Regions from separate parts of the Bicyclus anynana genome. Here region 1 is linked to region 2. A link is a contact called in public Hi-C data. All regions are on one chromosome and are shown on one strand. Each heading gives the region's core, a stretch centred on a gene start, on an enhancer-like site or on the middle of the called end of the contact. The rest is flanking DNA. Distances are from core to core; before and after follow the strand shown. Region 1 holds the start of LOC112055865. Region 2 overlaps LOC112055865.

The links. A called contact is a pair of places that touch in the nucleus more often than the background predicts.
Region 1: a Hi-C map of whole body shows a contact between it and region 2, with 1.7 times the contacts expected there. The contact joins the promoter of LOC112055865 here to the enhancer-like site in region 2.

What each region holds. Positions count from the first base shown.
Region 1 is chr12:7,003,333-7,006,938 of ilBicAnyn1.1, reverse strand. It overlaps LOC112055865, which reads left to right and starts at 1,455. Exons shown (of 12, transcript XM_052884870.1): 1 at 1,455-1,973. The coding sequence starts at 1,524.
Region 2 is chr12:6,906,545-6,910,520 of ilBicAnyn1.1, reverse strand. All of the region lies in intron 1 of LOC112055865, which reads left to right. Among protein-coding and RNA genes, the nearest start is that of LOC112055865, 97 kb to the left of the region's middle. Within about 2 kb of position 2,405, at least 7 of the 8 cell types and tissues checked have open chromatin away from gene starts, as enhancers often do.

The sequences.
Region 1 (3,606 bases), core at 206-2,705, 97 kb before region 2:
AGCGTGATGCAAAATATCTTCATTGTACAGAATGTACAGAATTCGTAATATAAGTATAGATTCTAGATGGCGCCGTTAGGCCATGCTAACGTTTGTTGTTACAAATGGTATAAATAAAATTTGACCAGTTTTATTTAGGCTCCAACCTATATGTTTGAGGTTTACGGATTACTACGAATAAAAGCAGAGGATGGCTCAGAATTTACGGTTAAAACTAGCATGATAGAATAAACAAATATTCGTAGATCAATCAGCTATAATTAGTTTTTCGTAAGATCAATAGTATTTTCACAATTTCACCTACAAAAAGTCCTGACAATATTATGATTGACAAAATAATAAAAGATAGTGTGAGTCCCGTACAAATTGTATTAAACTAAGAGATAAGATATTTATTTTTCAATAAAACTAAGAGCCCCTGAATCGGTTAGCGAAGGAACTAGGTTAAAATAATCTGGTCCATCTGGCGATAGCGCAAATCGCGGTAGGCTTTTGCGGGCTTATCATTTCATTTTGTCGTAGCAGATAGAATACTAATTTTCCAGTAGCTATCGTGAAAGGGACTTGTTCGAGACATGATAAAGAGAAATACCTAGTTTTTAAGTAAGAGAGCAATTTGTTTATTCGAAACAAGGAAAACCTTTGTAGTTGATTAGTGATGGAGCATATATAAAACATATATTTCAATATTTAAAACTAACTTCTACAATATTCTAAGACATTAGACAGTAGAAATTGACTGTACTTCGAAAAAAAAACATTCTGAATGGATGAGAAAAGAAGAACAAAAATTACGCAAATAAAGCAATGTTACTTAAGTACATCCCCGTATCGGAGAGATGGCTAGTTTGCGTGAATTCCTCTTGTTTCAAAATGCAATAAGTTCTTAGTTCATATCAGGTATCACACTAATATTATTGAAGGCGAAAGTTTGTGTGTAGATAAGTGTATTTGTTTGTTACTCCTTCGCGCTCCAGCTACTGAACCTTTGGTTTGGCTGAAATTCGACAGATAGATGTATAAAACAGAATTTAACGTGGGCTTCATCTAGTACTAATATAATAATTATGATGTCCTCGCTGTAAGTCTATAAGTTAGGTAGCTTGTTTTAATCAAGTGTTTTATAGTGTTAATAAAAAGCTTATCCGACGAATAAAATATTTATTACTGAGGTTAGATAGGTAGTTATAAACATGTTAATCATGATCTGGCAACCACCCGCTGGCTTTGTTATTATCTTTCGCAGGTACGTAGATAAATCATTGGACTTTAGACATTTGAAATCACTATAAATAAATAATAGCATTGATTGTTTTTAAGGTATAAAAGTATGTATATGTATCTACTTTGATGTGAAATGTACAAAATGTCAGAAAGCAAAAGCACGTAGTTTTTAGGGACGGCAGCCGTGGCTCGTGAAGGGTGGAGGGAGAGGAGGGGTAAAGGGGAGCGTGGTCGCCAGTTTCTCGCCGACGACCGCGCCGCGAGCACGCCTTGTGATGCGCCCCGCGTTTTGACGCGACATGGCCACTTCGACAACCGGCAACATCGTAATCGAGTGGTTGCGATCGCTCCACCTGGGCCAATATTCAGAGAGCTTTATTGATAACGGCTACGACGACCTAGAAATATGCAAACAGGTCGCCGAGCCCGATCTGGACGCCATAGGTGTTCTCAATCCTACACATCGTCAGCGGCTGCTGCATTCTGTGAGAATTCTGAGAGAGGAGGGTGCAGCAGCAGTGTACTTCACTTTGGAGGAAGCAGCTGCCGCTCGAGACTCTTACCGATGTGAAGAGGAGACACGCAAAGAACAGGCCACCGTCTCAATAGAAACGGCGAAGTATGCTGATGAATACGAAGAGGGCAAGGCTGAACTGGTGAAAATACCGCGAATACAACTGAAGCGTTTGCTGCGTGAACGTCTCGCTCAGGATGGGATCCGGTTGAGCCTGCAACCATATTCAACTACGGTCAGTGTTCATTATAAGTGACAATGGCATTGCTTCTACCGGTTCCTACTCGTGGTTTGGTGACAGTGAGCAAAAACTTTGAAATTTTATGAAAGTGCATCAAGTGGGATAGAAATAAGTTTTACAAAGAAGCGAGGCAACCGCGTAGAGGCATTGCCCGCGTCTTGTTATTTCTTTTGATCGGCCTGTGTGTGGCACGACGTCTTGGCCGCTCCGGGCGGATCGCTTGGACGGACGTGTTGCTATAAAGTTTCTTGCGTGCGTGATTTCCCTGGAGATGAGAAGTTTGCGCGCCTTCCCTGTCGTGAGAAGATTGTAATCGCGTGCCTCGCAGCTCTAAATTGGGTTTTACGATAAATCGTATAGCCTGCTTCAGTATCCTTCGGCAAAAATAATTAGCAAGGTTCTCGGAAATGTAATCCTTAACAATACGTAACTGAAAGGGTTGTATTGTTCAATTTTATATTCCATCTACTTTACGTAGGTAGTTTGTTTAAAAACATTATCTATTTAATAAACATCTCTATTTAAATTACTATTTTAATTTATGTAGGTATCTGCTATATTAATATCTACGTTAAGTATATTAATTAATTGATTAATCTTAAGAAACAAATTATTTTGTTTGTAATTTTACATTCCTACGTCGAAAATAAAAATAACTTCTAACTTATAAGCTATCCGAAATATAAGAAGTCTAAATCTTATTCTAAGAAATCAATTTACAATCTCGAGTTAAAAATACTTACTTTTTGTGAAAGAGTTCCCCATTTTATTTTTACTATTTAAAAATGTGGAGGAAATTTTAGAAGAAACAGTTCTTTTTACTTTGTGGAATACCTTCAGAGCTTTATCTCAAAGATAATCCAGGTAGCAGGGATTTCAGAGGGCACAAGTATTTTGATCTGGCACGCCCTTTGCGTGACTGAATCCAATATTTGGCTGCCATACTCATTAAATTCTTGAAACCTTATCATTTCATAACCTTATCAACTTACGTATACATGAAATCAACCAACAAGCCACGTGCCTTACGATATTCACTTATCAGAAGACATGACACATAGCTGGTATCAAAAAATATCTCACTGTGCAAAGAAAGTCACTCAAACATCGACGAGTCGAAACTAATACGGTAATGTAGGTATCGACCATGAAAAAGATGAAAACTTAGGATAAAGGCACTTATTTTACCAATCAAATAACGAAATAAGTTCAATTTACGATAAATTAAAAAAAAACGGGTGCATAATTTCTTTCTATGCGAAAAGGTGTAAAAATGGTGTACCTACTTAACTAAGTAGGTACACCATTTTTACAGTTAGCTGTAATTGCTTTTTATGTAGCACGCGAACATTCGAGCAATCTTCCGTGTAGGTGGAAGGGTACCTCTTACCTACATTCTTTTACTGGCCACCTTTTGTTTTCAATATTAATAATAATGATTGTGGTAACGAATACTTGGTAATAGCGTTTCCAAGCCTTAGTGAACACATTGTAGATTACAAGTAGGTGCAAGCAACATTTTGAAAGGAAAATAAATATGATACGGTCAGCATGATTTACTGGCAAAGTAAAGGATGCCCATATTTTATGGTCTTATAGAAACTGAAGTTATGCAGGAAATATATCA
Region 2 (3,976 bases), core at 1,156-3,655:
TAAGGTATCCTTAGGGTACATTTTTGCATGTATGAAGTGCACGCCATTGTCTCTGGGTACTTAAAAATACTCGAGAAGTAACTCAACTAAATCGGTTAAGTAGTTGCAGCTTTAAAGAGCAACAAACATCCATACAAATTTCGCGTTTATAATGTTAGTAGGAAGTAGGATGTGTTTGTAGCATTTGTGTTCTCCAATCCGTTCAGTATGTTTCTCGAAAAGATATTCATTTTTATCTTTTGACAAAACTACATTTTTTAATGCAGAAAGTTAGACGATATTTGGTTTCAAGATAAACCACAGAGCTTTACAGCTCAAAATAGCTTCGAGCGTAATATTTTTACAGCTTCCTAATGTATTTCGAGATAAGATCGCTCCAAACACCAGACTACCAGCACTCGAGAGTCTAATTCATCATTTTCAAGTAGCTCCCTACGAAATCTTACTCATACTCGTAAAAGGACTTCAAAAGAATTATCTCATGAATATTTTAATTGCATACACGTTATGAACTGTATAAACTACGTCCGCAATTTAACCAGAATATGAACTTACATTGTGAGCATTAAAATACAATGTAATTTAAATTTAAATGACACATGAAAGAACGTTCATCTCGTAAAGATGGTTCGTTATTACTATGAAGTTATTACATTACATATTAGAGCGATATGGTAACTAGTTCGTTTTAAGTTGTATTTTAGTGTAGGTAGGTAGAAATGTAAATAATTGTACTGAATAAATTGAAAATTATTATAAAACAATTATTGCGTATATTTTGCTTATACAATCTGATGCCGTTGACATCGTCCGCCCTCAAACTTTCTTAATCCGGCCCTGTCGCGAAATCCGTTCTTAGCGGATGTCTAGTAACTATAAATTACCTTTAAAGGAATTGTCAAAATCGGTTTAGTAGATCCAGAGATTATCCCCTATGACACTACAAACTGTACCTTTTTATAATAGTAGTATAATTAATAATAGAGAACAAATTTAGAGAAAATTAGATAAATAGCAGGTGAAAACAAACTTTGTAATTTATAAAAGCAGAAAGTTAGTATAGTCTACGCTTTTACCAGGTTCCATTTATTATAACAAACATTACAACACCATAAAGCAGAAAATTTTAATTAAAATCAAGATTTAAATGTAAATTGTAATTTAAATCCTTGATATAAAAAAAATCGGATAAAGTCGCTAAAGGATATCATTTCATTTAACATCGGTTCACGGAATTCGCAATAATTATGATCAACCCAAAAGCTTGATACAAGCGAAGGCTGTCGTAAAACAATTAAATGACAAACGTAAATCTTTTCAGTGGTCGTTAAGTGTTCACCGCATTGTACACGTCAAATTATTGATTGCATTACGTCCTGAAATGTGACCGCAGTGCGCGCCAATCCGAATTCAATTATTCACCCGATACACGCATTATATATTTACTATAGTCTCGCAAAGCTTTTAAATCAATTAAAAAAAAAGAGAAAATTAAACAACGGATATTCCACCCCGAAAATAAGTTACGTTTGACGTTTCTGTCTCGGCAGTTAAAACAGTAATTGCTCGTCTAAAGTTACCCCCGGGTATTCTCCTAAACATTATTTACGCCAGCCGAAATTCGAGGGGTGTCCGTAGAAAAAAACGATCCGTATCTACATGTCGCTTGCATTTGACGACGCGACTCATTTCTGGGAAGACAAATTACGGAATCCGTGGCAGTCGGGCGCGAAAAAAATGCGGCAATTAACTACTATAGTCGTTTGCACCGAAATAGCTGCGACTATTTCTGTAAGCGATCATTTCAACAGATTTTCATTATAACCTCAAATGTGACAAATCATCGCAGACCTCACAGACGTAATACATAAATGCGTTGTATAAATAAATCCATCCTGAACATAACTCCTTCCTCATTAAGTATTAAGAATTCCCATTCAATTCTCAACAGTAACAAATGACCATTACTAATATAAATGAAGTAGCTTCCTTAAGCTCGAACGCCCGATCGCTTAAAGTGCGCGGTATTTATTACCGTGGAACCGGTTGAAAAGCAAACTATAAAAACGCAAGCGACTTTGAGCTTGCAATTCAAACAATATATAAAATCATAAAATATAAAGCGTGCCCTCAGGTTTCATGTGAAATATAATATTGTAATTAATTTTGTTTAATTTATTTGCGTTGCGGTATTTTATGTGAAATGTAAAGATATTATAAATTTAATGGTTTGTAATTAAAGGCGGGGATCTAATTGCATACTGATAACTGCTTTCAATTAATTATGAAGGCAAAATGCCGTGTAACATAATCAGTTATTTATCACTGCTGTGACAGAAGGAGTCGTTTGTCACCGGTTGCGCCCACGACTTTGTTCCTTGGTATTCGTCACATCGGACCCTCAGCTTTCATTTATTTTGAACCCAATACCTCTGGCTTTAAGATTCACATTTCCTTTGACAGTGATCATTAGTTAATGCGATGACAGTTGTGATTGCCGGTTATCTGATTTCATTTTTACTGAGGGATTATTCCGTCTAAAACTAAAGTTTTTACAATCTATTTCCGAATGCATAAACTAAAAGTTGAAGACAGCAGCTTAAAATACACAAAACGGTGAGATAAATGACTTACAAATACTGATATTCTCTAAGGAAATGTAATGCAATAAAAAGTACCAAAAAGATGAAAGTGTTTGAAAAAAATTAAAATTTTGTCAACCAATCCACCGCACTGCGAGCATAAAATTCCTTAATAAAGAAGATCCGATTCAGTTTTGTAAATGCCGCCATCAATGCCAGTCTTTGTAAATGCAAGCCATGCAACATTCACAATCGAGCCGCAAAAATAAAGGAATGGAATCGAACAACAGCTTTTTGAGGCTGTGCACCATTCAAATTAGCTTAATGGTGGGGGACAAAGCGCGGCGATAAGCGGGGATGGCGGGAAGCATTTCTTTTTAATGCAATTGAATTCCAAAAATAGTCGCCAAATTATACACCGTTTTTCACCGCACTGGCAATGCACGCACGCAAGTAAAGGCACGCTGGAGGGTTGAACTGAAATATTTTTATTCCATCCATTCTAATATTAAAAATGCGTGAGTAAGATAGGTAAGTGTTATGATAATATAAGCAATAACAACATAACATAAAATTTATAATTAATCTAGACATTACAACCAACCCAAAGGTAAGAGTTTAATTGTGACGCAATAACATTTTCTTTTCTGGGGTAGACAATTAATATATTATGGAGAGTGGGATCATTTCCTTTAGTATAAAGATAAATTGGACCTTGAAGCAGAATACTTACTTTTTAACCTGGAAAATTCATGGTTCCCGCGGGATTTGTAAAAAAGAAAGAGACAGAGAGTCGCGGGCGTCCGCTAGTTCTCAATAAACGTTAAATTCTCAATAAACGTTAAATTTTGTATCTTTTGACAGAGATTCTTATTGATTGCATAACTGCAATTTGATTTATAGCAAGGTTTTGGTTGAATTTATAAGGTTTTCTGATTTGCAGGAAGATAATGAAATTATGGTAATGCAACTTATTTACATCTGATTACAGACGATTGGATCAATTTGATTAGTAAAGTAGGTCATGAAAAGAACTTGGATGTAGGTTGATTATCCAAGGAAATATATCTATTGCGATATTATTAATGATAAACGAAATGTCTACTCCCAAGTTTTTAATCTGTAGGTATGCGAATACAACTTGTGAATAGCAAGAAAAGCTTTAAAAGACGAATTTAATAAAATTAAATTTTATTTATTGATAAAAAGGGTAATTTTCATATATTCCCAAAACACAATTTGTACTTTTTGTCCGCTTTGTGTATTTTCACACATAATGCAAATTAATCATTAATCATAATATTACGGGAACTATTGTTTAAAATTTTAAATAGACAGGTAACTTTACTACATCAAATTACATAATTTAATCAGGTAGGCATGTTGATTAAGTA